2 separate regions of the Zea mays genome follow, and region 1 is linked to region 2. The links are chromatin contacts, called in public Hi-C maps. All regions are on one chromosome and are shown on one strand. Each heading gives the region's core, a stretch centred on a gene start, on an enhancer-like site or on the middle of the called end of the contact. The rest is flanking DNA. Distances are from core to core; before and after follow the strand shown.

Evidence for each region. A called contact is a pair of places that touch in the nucleus more often than the background predicts.
Region 1: a Hi-C map of tassel shows a contact between it and region 2, with 4 times the contacts expected there. The contact joins the promoter of LOC103654437 here to the promoter of LOC542404 in region 2. A contact is called at or near these places in 10 of 25 Hi-C or Micro-C datasets (bundle sheath, ear, endosperm and 3 more).

The regions. Positions count from the first base shown.
Region 1 is chr4:201,325,472-201,331,432 of Zm-B73-REFERENCE-NAM-5.0, forward strand. It overlaps LOC103654437 (NC domain-containing protein-related), which reads right to left and starts at 2,536. Exons shown (of 2, transcript NM_001323539.1): 1 at 2,267-2,536; 2 at 174-1,162. The coding sequence starts at 2,360. The coding sequence ends at 402.
Region 2 is chr4:201,188,570-201,194,704 of Zm-B73-REFERENCE-NAM-5.0, forward strand. It overlaps LOC542404 (MFS14 protein), which reads right to left and starts at 2,690. Exons shown (of 2, transcript NM_001308146.1): 1 at 2,324-2,690; 2 at 2,027-2,222. The coding sequence starts at 2,627. The coding sequence ends at 2,215. LOC100383567 reads left to right here. Exons shown (of 11, transcript NM_001176215.1): 8 at 29-193; 9 at 577-720; 10 at 796-852; 11 at 1,513-1,884. The coding sequence ends at 1,626.

The sequences.
Region 1 (5,961 bases), core at 1,286-3,785, 140 kb after region 2:
AATACCGACAAGACAAGGTTATATAGTCATACTTTCATACTGACTGACTGACAGTACCACCAAACCACCACTGAGGAGTCGATCTAGAATAATTCAGAAATGGACCAAATGTCGTGGACCTCATGCATGCCTTCGCATTCTATTGTGGAACAGTACGAGACATACAGCTCAGCTCAATTAACAACTGTGTTCTCAACTATCTTGTTGCAGTAATGAAGAATGTATGTAGGAGTAACTGAAACTCTTAGAATGATACAGAGTACGTACAAAGAACAACGAACAATATCGATCGGGGCATCGGGCAAGAACGCTAGGACATATATCTATCTATATCGGGCTTATTAATTTCTATGCAGTAACTAAAGACGAAGAAATCAAATCTATTTGCAACCGCACGCCAATCAAACGCAGGTCTCCCGTTTCCGCTTGAGCGGAAGCAAGCTCTTGGCCGCCGCCGGCGCCTCCTCCTGCTGCTGCTTCTTCTTCTTCTCCTGAGCCCTGGCGCGGCGCCAGCCGAGGTGCGCCGACAGGTCCTTCACCTCCACCTTCACCACGTCCGTCCTCACCCCGATGTCGGTGACGTACCTGCCGGCGCAGTACACGCCCGCGGTGACGGCGGCCATGCCGAGCGGGCCGGCGGCCACGAGCTTGAACGGGGTGGAGAAGAGCGCGGCCAGCGGCACGCCGAGGGCGGCCGCGGCCTGCCCGCTCCTCCCGATCCCGACCCCGCCGCCAGCCGCGGCGGCGGGGAGGAGCAGGAGCCCCGTCTTGCAGTAGAGCGCGAAGTCCTCGCAGTTGTTCTCGAACACGTCGTAGTCGCCGAAGCCGTGCCGGAGGAGGTGCATGGCGCGGCGCACGGCGGCGTCGCCCGGGTCGGCGCGCGCCGTGGTGGACGTGCCCCCGCGGACCTTGGCCAGGAACGCCGCGGCCGGCACGCCGTACTCGAACCGGTGCAGCGCGCCGCCGCCGAGGAAGCAGTCCACGCAGGTCAGCACCACGCCGCTGTCGGGGAGCTGGAAGCCGCAGTCCGGGAAGGTGGGGCACTCGTCCGAGCCCCGCGAGAGGAGGAGGCTGGACACGGCGATGGCCGAGTCCAGACCCGCGCCGCCCGCCTCCCTCTTCCGCGTGAAGTGCACCACCTTGCTGCCGCCGACGTAAATCCCTGGGTCATGGATGGATCCATATCATCCATGCAATGCAACACCTGGCGCGTCAGATAAGAACATGGCACGCTACCTTATCCTATCACCTTCCAAATAGGCCCTAATGAATACATTCGTCATGGCTTAATTACTCAAGCTGTAATGACCATGCATGTTGAGATACAAAGTTGGATTGGATCTCAAACGACGAATGAAACGATTACAGATCGACATTATTATTGCCAAATCAGAAGATTTACTGGCAAGATCGTGACAAAAGGTGTAAGAGAAAACACTGTCCATCCATGCGGAGAAGTGCTATCCATGCTACCACTCCCACATGCGTGCTAGCCGGCATGCCATTCCCCACACATATGTCATGCAGTGGTGATCTGGGTGTGTAGGGAGGAAGGACGTCCATAACGTGCGGGCACAAAATGTCGGTGCCTGTAGCAGCGCGCGTAGAGTGACATGATGTGGAAGAGATGCATCTTTTACGCGCTTTGGGATGCACTGCGGTTTTAATTCGGCTACTGCTACGACTTCTACAGTAATTTTGTTTTTATAACTGCAGCCGCTGGCTGTCATTAGGCCAGTGCTGTAGCTGATAAGGAGATGCAAAGCAAAAGGTGAGGAATGCATGCATGTGCATATCTTTGCTGGTCACCGGATCTAGTGACGACGAGCTGACCAAGTTAGTAAAGACGGCGGCGGTAAGGATTCTTTGGTAAACAAAATGGGTTTCTAATTGATATCTGATCCCGTGAGGAAGTTCATTGTCAGTACTCTACTCTGATGAACAAGCAGCGGTTGCAGAAATGTCCAAAGTCCAAGCAATTTCATACAACGAAAACGAAATAAGAAAGGGCAGAGCTATGACTATGAGCTGGCGAGAGAGGTGACCACGGGCAGCGTGGTTTCTGTCCGGACGCCGGCTGGATGGGCACAGCATTATTACTCCGGCGTCAAGAGCATTTGCAATGCTCTTGGATTCACAGGTGCAATGGCCACTGCACAGGTTAAAAGCAAGAGAATGGACAACTCCAGGGCCGGATTGGGAAGCCGAGGAGGAGGAGATCGGGGCGGGAGGGATACTGAAGACCAGAGCGGCTAGTGCGCCGTACCGTGGTGGGAATAGGTGTAGCCGGCGCGCCAGGTGTAGATGTGGTCGCCGGGCTCCATCTCCGACCGCTCCACCCGCTGAGACAGCAGCCCCATCGTCGTCGTCGTCGTCCTCCTCTCCCCTAGCTCAGGCGGTCAGGCCTGGGTCTTCCCAGCCGGCTTCTTCTTCGTCCTGCTGGCCTGGGCACAGAGACCGGCGAGCGGGGGAGAGCTTTACCCTGCAGCGCCGTGTTGCGCTGTCAAATGACATGGAAGCGGAGGCGCGACGCGAGTGAGGAGGTGAAGCGAGGGTGTCGTGGTCCGGTCAGTCGCGAGGGCCTGCCCTTATATGGCCATTTGGCACTAACACGATGGATCAGCCCAGACACGACACGAAACAACACGGTCCAGGCACGATCCGGCCCAGCTAGTATAGTGCCAGTGTCTGGCACGGCACGACTATAGTGTCATATCTGGGCCACCATCTCGACCCGTAGTGCTGGCACGAGCAAGACACGATTACATTTTTATTTAAAATAATAGTTTACATATATTAAGTATAAGAATTCAACATATAACACAATAAAACTGTAGCCGCACTGGCTAGATGGATGTGTTTAAGTGTTTTATACAGTTGTGAGTTTGTTCCCCACAACTACATATTTTTTTGCTAAATTATACAATATAATTAGATGGGTCATATTGCCACCGGACCCAGCACGACTAGCAGGCTGACGGGACGTACCTGGGCCGCGGTAGCGGCACGTCGGCCCATCTGGCACGGCACGCTTCGCTAGCCAGGCCTGACGGGCCGTGCTGACCACGGGTCATGCCGGCCCGTTTTGCCATCTATACCTGCCCTGCATGCGGGTGCGCCACTGATGGAGCCGCTGTTCCGGCCTTTTGATGAGGCTGTTCGCGGCAGTTCGTGTGAAATAAGGAATTAATACTGTATTATCTACAGTTTACAGAGTAAATTTAAAATATAAAATATGATATGGAATATAATAGGATAGTTGCTGGAGACAACCTAATTGATCTTGGTGGAGACATCAGCTATTCTCACACTCGGTTTTGGAAGGCAAAACGAATGCGAACCATGTACGTGTCAAGATCAGAAACTCACATACACAGGAATTACATAGTTATACATCATCACACATTATTCAAAATAATAGCGGAAATAGTACTTTATTACATCAAGATATCTAAGACATCCACAGAGTTATTAACTAAACATAGTCATTATCATAATCAAAGTACGAATACGAAACATAGAAAGATAAGGGATTCACAGGCATCTAACTCGGGTTTGCCACTAAACATGACTAGAACTCATCGAAGTTTTCAAACTCCTTAAAATCTTCCATGTTACCATCATCTTCTCCTGAGCATTGGTGACAATGGGGACAACCTGGGGTTGGGTGGTTTTTATAGCAAGGGTGGTATATCTCACCCTTAGCAGAGCAAGCACTATGCCCCGACCCCATTGACGGCCCTACGACAAAGCCAACTACACCTCAAGTTCATCTAATTAATCAGCTAATAGCGTCCTATTCCACTCTCATGGTTGTACTGTTATCCCGGGTGGTCTCTCAACGAAAAAGTCCTTACGGAAAGGTACTCAAGAAATAGTCTGAGTCCCCTAAATTATCACAAGTTCTTCATCATAATCAAGATAACATCATCATATCACTCTATGATATAGGTTTGGGTGGTTTTCCTGAGCATTGGGTGGTTTTCCTGAGCATAAATGTTCTCATCATATTCGTTGATTAAAGTAAAGCAATAGCATAAAGCTAACCATATTAACCCAAAAGGTAATCAAGGACAAGGTAAATACAAAGCTAGTCAATCCTTAGGTTTTAATTATGTAATGCAGGATAGTGAATTATAAAGTAAATAGGACATAATGGGTCAGAGGACACTTGCCTTCACAAGGTTGTTGTTCAGGGAAATCTACTCTAACACACTTAGAAACCTCGTGCTGCTCGTTGTCTACGCAAAGCAATCATTCATTCAACATATTTGGGAAATGATAAAAGAACAGTACACCAAACATGTGCAACCAAGTGAACACAAGTTCAATTGAAAAGTATAAACACAAAAGTGAAATCTAGGTTCTAGGGTAAACTAATAAACCTAGAGGTTTGTGGTTCTCCAGTTGCTGTTTATCTCAGTGGATCACATAACTTAACTTCATTTATCTAAATGAATTACTAAAGTTATTCTAGGGGTGGGATCATATATTTCCTGAGATTATTAATCACTTAATTATCATTAGTGTTCTTTTTATATTTTCCTTTTAAATAATAAACCATTACGTTAAATGCACCTATAGCCTAGACATAAAATTAAGACATGCATATAGTGAAAGATAATAATTTAAACAAATAGAGAATAATTTTGTGAACATTTTGCAATTTGAACCACCCAATTTGGAGTTTATATGCAAACGAAGGTCCCAAATATTGTATTTAATTTTGGAACAAAATTTAAAAACTAAAATCTAATTTTGGAGTACCGTAGCTATATTTTTTAAGGATATTCCAAAAAAATTATATCTTTTTCAGATGAAAATGACTTTTATATAAAAATTATAGCTCTCGGCGAGATCTACAACTTTCTAGTTTTGAGTTTTTCTAATTTAAAATCGCTAAGATGGTTAAAAAATAAATAAATTTTCGATAGTATATTAATCGTGTTTGTCGCCTTGTAAAAATCACATCTTTCTTATATGCTATCAAATAGAAATACTTTATATATGAAAGTTGTACTGCCTTCGTTCACAAATATATGACACTATTGACTTTTTCGAAAACTTTGACCACTCGTCTTATTTAGAATATTTATTAAAAAGTAAAATTTTAAGTCAAACGTAGACTACCTTAAGTGATAAAACAAACTACAACAAAATAAATGATAACTCATGATTTTTTTAATACGACGAGTGGTCAAAGTTGTTTTTAAAAAGTCAATAATGTCATATATTTATGAACGGATGGAGTAGCACTCAACGAGATCTATAACTTTCTGGTTTCGAGTTTTTCAATTTGAGGTATTTAAGACACTTGAAAAAAATAATCATTAAAACTCTGATTTCGGTTCTTGCACAACGGTTTTGCATTTTTCAATTTTTTTGAGTATCTTAACGACCTCGACTAAAAAAAACCCTTAAAACTAAAAGTTGTATACTTCGTCGAATGCTACAATTTTTATATAAGTATATCTCCATTTGGTAGCATACAAAAAAGATATGGTTTTTCTAAGGCGACAAGCGGTTATCCACGGTTAGATTAATATACTGCTCAAATCTTTTTTAACGACTTTAAATTAAGAAATTCAAAACTAGAAAGTTGTGGATTTTATCGAGGGCTACAATTTCGTATTAAAAGTATCTTCATTTGATAGCATATAAGAAATATATGACTTTTCCAAGGCCACAAGCGCTTGCACGCGAATACTATAGTGCTGAAAATTTATTTGATTTTTGGACCATCGTAGGGACCTCACATTAAAAAAAACTCAAAACTAGAAAGTTATAGATCTTATCGAGAGCTAGAATTTTCATATAAAAATCATCTTCATCCGAAATTTTGGCACAATTTTTGAAATATCCTAAAATATGTAGCTATAGTGCCCTAAAATTAGATTTTTGTTTTTTTAAATTTTGTGCCAAAATTATCTACGGTATTTGGGACCTGGATGACACCCCCTG
Region 2 (6,135 bases), core at 1,440-3,939:
TATATGACTAGCAATATTTCAATTGCAGGATGATGAGTATCTTGCTGCTCTCCAAGCTGATCGAGAAAAAGAGTTGAAGGCTGTGCAGGAGGCTGAACTTCGCAGGGTAGAGGAAGCTGCAGCAAGAGAGGCTGCTCTTGAACGTCAAAAGAAAGAAGAGGAGGAGAAGCTAAAGAAACAACGTGAGGAAGAGGTACTTCGCTTAGTACTATCAAAGTCAAAGTTGCAGAATATGATTGAGATTCATACATTTGCTGCGCTTTGATAATTTTGTTGCCTCAGAAGCATATACGGTTTATTGAACTGCAATTGGGTTGGGTTAATTGCAGAATTGGGCAATCAGTAATGTGTTCAATGTTCCACTTATTTTGAAAGAACTGTAGTACATTTGTCAGTCATTATCAGGAAAGTCTTGGTAAACTATTGTTGCTTTAGTATAAGATGTCTATCATTTAGCAATTGAGCAGTAATGCAGCAGATTGATTTCCTTCTGAGCTCATGCTAGATATATATTCTCCAAGGTTTTCGTTATTTTACCACTACTAACGTACCTTTATTTTTGGGAGTGATTCTTAGGAGTTGGAATCCAAGCTTGCAGCCAAACAAGCATCACTACCTAAGGAGCCACTACAAAATGACGAGGGGGCTGTCACAGTGGTAGTCCGCATGCCTGATGGTAGTCGTCGAGGACGGCGCTTTCTCAAATCTGACAGGCTTCAGGTGAGATTATTTAAGTTGCCAGAATCCTGCTGATTGCTGAAGATTATGCTTATAATCTTCCTGGAATTGTTGCAGTATCTTTTTGATTTCATAGACATCAGCCGGACTTTCAAACCAGGAACTTATAGACTGGTAATTCTCATCTACCTCCTTCAATGTGTTTTTGCAAAGCAATATTTACTGATAAAAGATGTACAGTTAGAGTCCATAGCTTATTATACTGGAGATATGGTATGAGCACCAGCTGGTTATTCACACTTTGTGCTAACAAGAAAGAAAAAAAATACTATTGTTTCAGAATACCATTGCAGGACCTTTTATTTTGGTAACTTCACCTGGCAATTTTCGTGGTACCTATCCATTTGTACAAATGATGACTTCCACCTCTTCAAATCTGAACTATTTTATCAAACCATTTGGAACTATCTACGTGGGTTTAGTGGGATCTCCTGTTTAGTCCTTAATCTTAAGCACTTGTTAATTGTCATAGGCTTGTAGCATCAATTGCTCTGGTGTCTGTTAAGTAGTCAGGTCAGTCAAGAAGTTAAGTTAGTATGAGCCGAGAAACTTGGAGAATAACGAAAATTGCACGAACAATCTTTTTTGTTCATCAGCATTGCATTTTTGCTGGTCAGTTAGTCGGTTATGTTGTTTTATAGTATTGTGTGATGGCACGAGTGAGCCTTGTTAAGGGGAGACATCAGAATCTTCCTTAGACTCTACGTGAAGTTTTTCATCTCCCCCTGACCAATTCTTGTAACCGTAGTGATATTGTGATATTTCTTTGGACAGGCGAGGTCTTATCCCAGGCGTGCCTTCACTGAATTGGAGAGCCAGATGTCACTGAGCGATCTCGGTCTCACTAGCAAGCAGGAAGCTCTGTTCCTAGAAAAACTGTCTGCGTAGAGTACAAGGTTCTGGAGTTATGGTCGAGTAGTATATGCACTTATAAAATCGGTCATTTAGATCGTGCCTGGCGTGTGTTCATGAAAATACTGCAGCGGTTGAATGATTACTGATCTCTAGAGATCCCGTCGCCATCTTCTGTGCTCTGAAACGGAGGTGTTTCGATCTGACTGTGCAGATGGGCAGTTCTACATTCAGATTTCAGAACAACTGTAGCTCTTGCGGTTTTAAGACTTGAGTATGGTTTACTTTGGAGATAGTGGTTTAGACCATCCGTGTTGGTCTCCTGAGCGGTATTCTTACGTGATCACGTGTCAAAACGAACAGAATCCTTTGTTGCAGTCATTATAGTTAACCGTCTCGCTGGAACTCGCAACATGTATAGCATGGTCATGCATGGTTTGGTTTTACTTATTTTATTATTATTATGCTGATGATATAGACCGCAAGACAGAGTCTGAATATCAAAAGAAGAAGACGACGACGACGACAACGTTGGAGCTCGACTGCTCTCACTGTGAAATGGAAACACTTCTTATTCCTCTCCCCTCCTGCCATCCATTGCAGCACGCGTGCCAGGTCCCTGCTTCAAGCGGCTGCATGGTGAACACGAACCGCAGGAAAACATAAGATTAATAAGCTTAGCATAGCACCGAGATGAAGAGACGAAGCCGTTGCGGCCTGGCTACAAGCTTACAGCAGTTGGCTTGGGCGAGGTGGCACCGGCCGGGCAGGCTGTTGATGATGCCCATGGTGCTGCAGGCGCACTCGTGCGACACGGCGCTCAGCGCGCTGCAGCAGTCCGCGCTGGGGTCCGGCGCGCCGGGCACCAGGTACGCGCGGCACGCCAGGAGGCGGTTCAGCTGCGGCAGGCACTGCCCGCCGGCCTGCGCCCCGGCGCCGCGCAGCACCGACGACGGGCCGGTGCCGCCGCCGAGGACCAGCAGGACGAGGCACGCGGCGAGGAGTGCGCGGGGGGCGGTGGCTGCTTCTAGCGCCATTGTTGCCTCGTCTTGTGGGGGCTGGGGCTGCGGCTGCTTTCTGCTCTGCTGGCTTGCTGTGTGGGTGTGGCCAGGATGCCTGGTGCACGCTATTTGTAGGTTCGAGCTTTGAAGGGTGCAATGGATCAGGGCGCGCGGCGACCTTTGCATGGCTCACCTACGGATCAGGACGCGGGAGCTTGGGGCGAGCGAGCTGCTGTTGTGTGAGCCAACTGAACGCGAGGTACGCGCGGTGTCACGTCCTTGAGCTCAGCGTCTCGGCCTTTCCGCCTTTGTTGCCGTTCATCTCCGCCGGCGTGGACGAGGAAGACAACACAGGTGCTCAGCGCTGAGCTGGACGAGCTCTAGCATCTGCCTCTTTAATTTTGGGTCCTCCGAAAACGATTCCTTTCCGCAGCACTTGGTATGTTAAATCCCTACAAATTTTTATTGCAAATGTGGTTTTATATGCCACCAAATCACAGCGCACAACACAGGGTTAACTGAGCGTAGCCGGACGGGCAGCGGTGGCGGCACGAATGGTTCGCGCATGAGTAGAATCAGTTAGAGTTCCGAGTTTCTCGCAGGATTTATTAACTAAAACCGTGAGATTAGCTCGGGAAACGGCTTGTAACGGGTCCATACCTCCCCTTTATATAGATAAAGGGCTACAGTCGATTAAACCTTCCACAATCGATCAAATGAAGTCCACTTCTCGTTTTTACCTTATGCATTAGCAGTAGTTCTAGTTTAGCCCAAGTTTAGCCTCCTTCTACCTCAATCCTTCACCTCTCTTCGGCTCTACGTCGACTAGAGGCGTATTGTGTGGCCTGTCGACGCCAAGACACACCCTACAATCTCTCCTCCCCGACGGGGTCCCTCCCGGGAGGCGAGATCTAGGTCGGCTGCGAAGAAGAAGACCCTCTGCGCCATCGCGGACCGTCCGAGCCCCAGACGCGGACCGTCCGGACACACGTAGAGGAGAGTCGCTGCTGCGCCAGGTCGCGGACCGTCCTCACCTCCGCAGAGAACACCGCCAAACGGTCCATCTCCAGTGTTTCGCGCCTGGATCGGCGCCAACACACTTTTTGGCGACTCCGTTGGGGAAATGTGTCTAGATCTACTAAAACTCAGGCCATCAAATGGCCGGTTCTAAAGATCACACCGATATCTCCCCGGACAATATCCTAAAGCCGGCTATTAAGAGTCCGACGACCGATGAGCAACAACAATACGAGGACTACATGTGTCAAACGAAGGAGAAATTCTTGTCACAATACATGGTGGATCGTCACCAGAAAGTTGTCAAACATGCGATACCGACGTCACATCTCTTCTATCTTCGCTTCAAGTCCCTAACGTAAGTAAACCCGACGACATCCAATCTATTAAACAGTATGTAGACCATTTGCATAATCAAATGAAGCATTAGATTAGAGGGTTAGAAGAACCAATTAGAAAATTAACGTGTATGTTGGAGAAGTCTGTTGCTCCTAGTTTTCCATCATATGAAACTAGTAACATGATATTTATGTCTAATACATCGGCGACAAATGGGGATTTGCAGCCCCATCCATTATATGGTATGTTGATGAACTCATATCCAGGGCAAATACCATCACCATCGTCCTTGCTTGGCAGATCGGCGGCCCTCTACACGGTCGGACCGTCCGAGCTTTTGTCTGGATAGTTCGGCCCTTACACAGACCGTCCGGCTTTCTCTGCCGGATAGTCCGGGACCGCACCAGGGCTACCGCGTGGCGCCCCAATAATAGCTAACACAACCGGCCAGTTCAGATGTACCACCGGACATATCGGATACACATACACAGAACCTACTGTCGCACACTATGCACCAAATTATTACATACCACAACGGCAGTATGTTCTGCCCCCTACATATTTAACCCACAACACGCCATATGATCACAGGCCGATCAACATTATCAATCGGTCATGGCAAGAAGGTCGGCATAACAATGCCCGACCGAATGAACCCCACAGCCTAGGGTCCGGTGGTCTGCCACCGAGTGCAATGTAGAAAATTAGGGAAGAGATGGCTAAACTATTTTGAGATAGACTCGGAGTTGGTGTGGATAGAGTGGGGCAATCATATCAGAAGCCATATGATCACCGGTTTGACATTGTCCCATATCCACAAGGGGCAAGGATACCAGAGTTTTCTAAGTTTTCTGGTGAAAATAGGAGAAGCACACACGAACATATAGGCCAGTTCCTAGCACACCTAGGCGAATTGGCCGATGGGGAAGCATTTCGTGTTTGTTTATTTTCTTTATCCCTTACTGGTACCGCTTTTGCTTGGTACGCCGCCCTGCCTCCTAATTCCATTAATTCTTGGAATGATTTAGAGAGTAAATTTCATGAACATTTCTTTTCCGGGGAAAATGAATTAGGGCTAGCTGATTTAGCTTTAGTTTGATAGGGACGTGAAGAATCGGTTAACTATTATATCTGGAGGTTCCGAGACACTAGAAATCGATGCTTTCGGATCCATGTCGCAGACAAAGAGCTAGCAGGGATGGCTTTTGATGGGTTGCTATCCTGCTTAAGAGACAAATTAGATGGGACCCAGTTCTTTTCAATAGCTCAGCTACATCAGCGGGCTTTAGCCTGTGAAAGCCGATTTAAAAAGACATCAAAATCAGCTGCCCGTACTATACATCTAGTAGAGCGTGATAGTTCAGATGATGAATCCACAGATGTATATACCGCTGAGTTTGTTTGGTCAACAAAGGTCAAATTTTCTGCATGTTCTTCCTTACAGCCGGTTCAAAAGAATTGGCAAGAAGAGATTAAATTTACCTTTAATGTTGCAAAATGCGATAGGTTATTTGACGAGCTACTAAAAAATGGCAACATTAAATTAACTCATACTATTCCTCCTATGGATGAATTAAAGAGACGTGCTTATTGTAAGTGGCATAATTTTTTCCCCATGCCACCAATGATTGTAATGTTTTTCGTCGACAGATACAGTCGACCATAAATGAGGGTCAATTGGCTTTTCAGGAGATGCAAATGGACACAACCATTTCCTGTCAATAAAATAGAACCCACATGCAAAAAGGTCTTGATTCGACCCGAAGTGGCCGATAAAGGCAAAGACAAAAACACCATCATTGGTGATCTTCGCACGTCAAATATATCACAAGAAGGGATTGCTCAGAAAGCTCCGGACAGAAAGACTAACAAGTCCGAGGCACCAGGGGGTAGGCTCAACCACGCAGCCGAGCAAAACTCCTTGACTCGAGCATCGCAGACTATACGACACCTGGGTGCGGACGGTCCGGTGCTCATGCAGACGGTACGACTGACTCAGCCGGACAGTCCGCCCATGGCCATAGGCGTCAGCCTCCACACAAAGAAAGGAAAGAGACGCAAGGGCAGAGCCAACATGACGCACATGGTCGGCTGGTAAAAGCCGGCCCTACTTTCGATCAATTGCTAGCCAAATATGCTGGTAAGAAGGCCGTTCTACGTGATCGGCCAACAAAGAAACCCCGGTCAG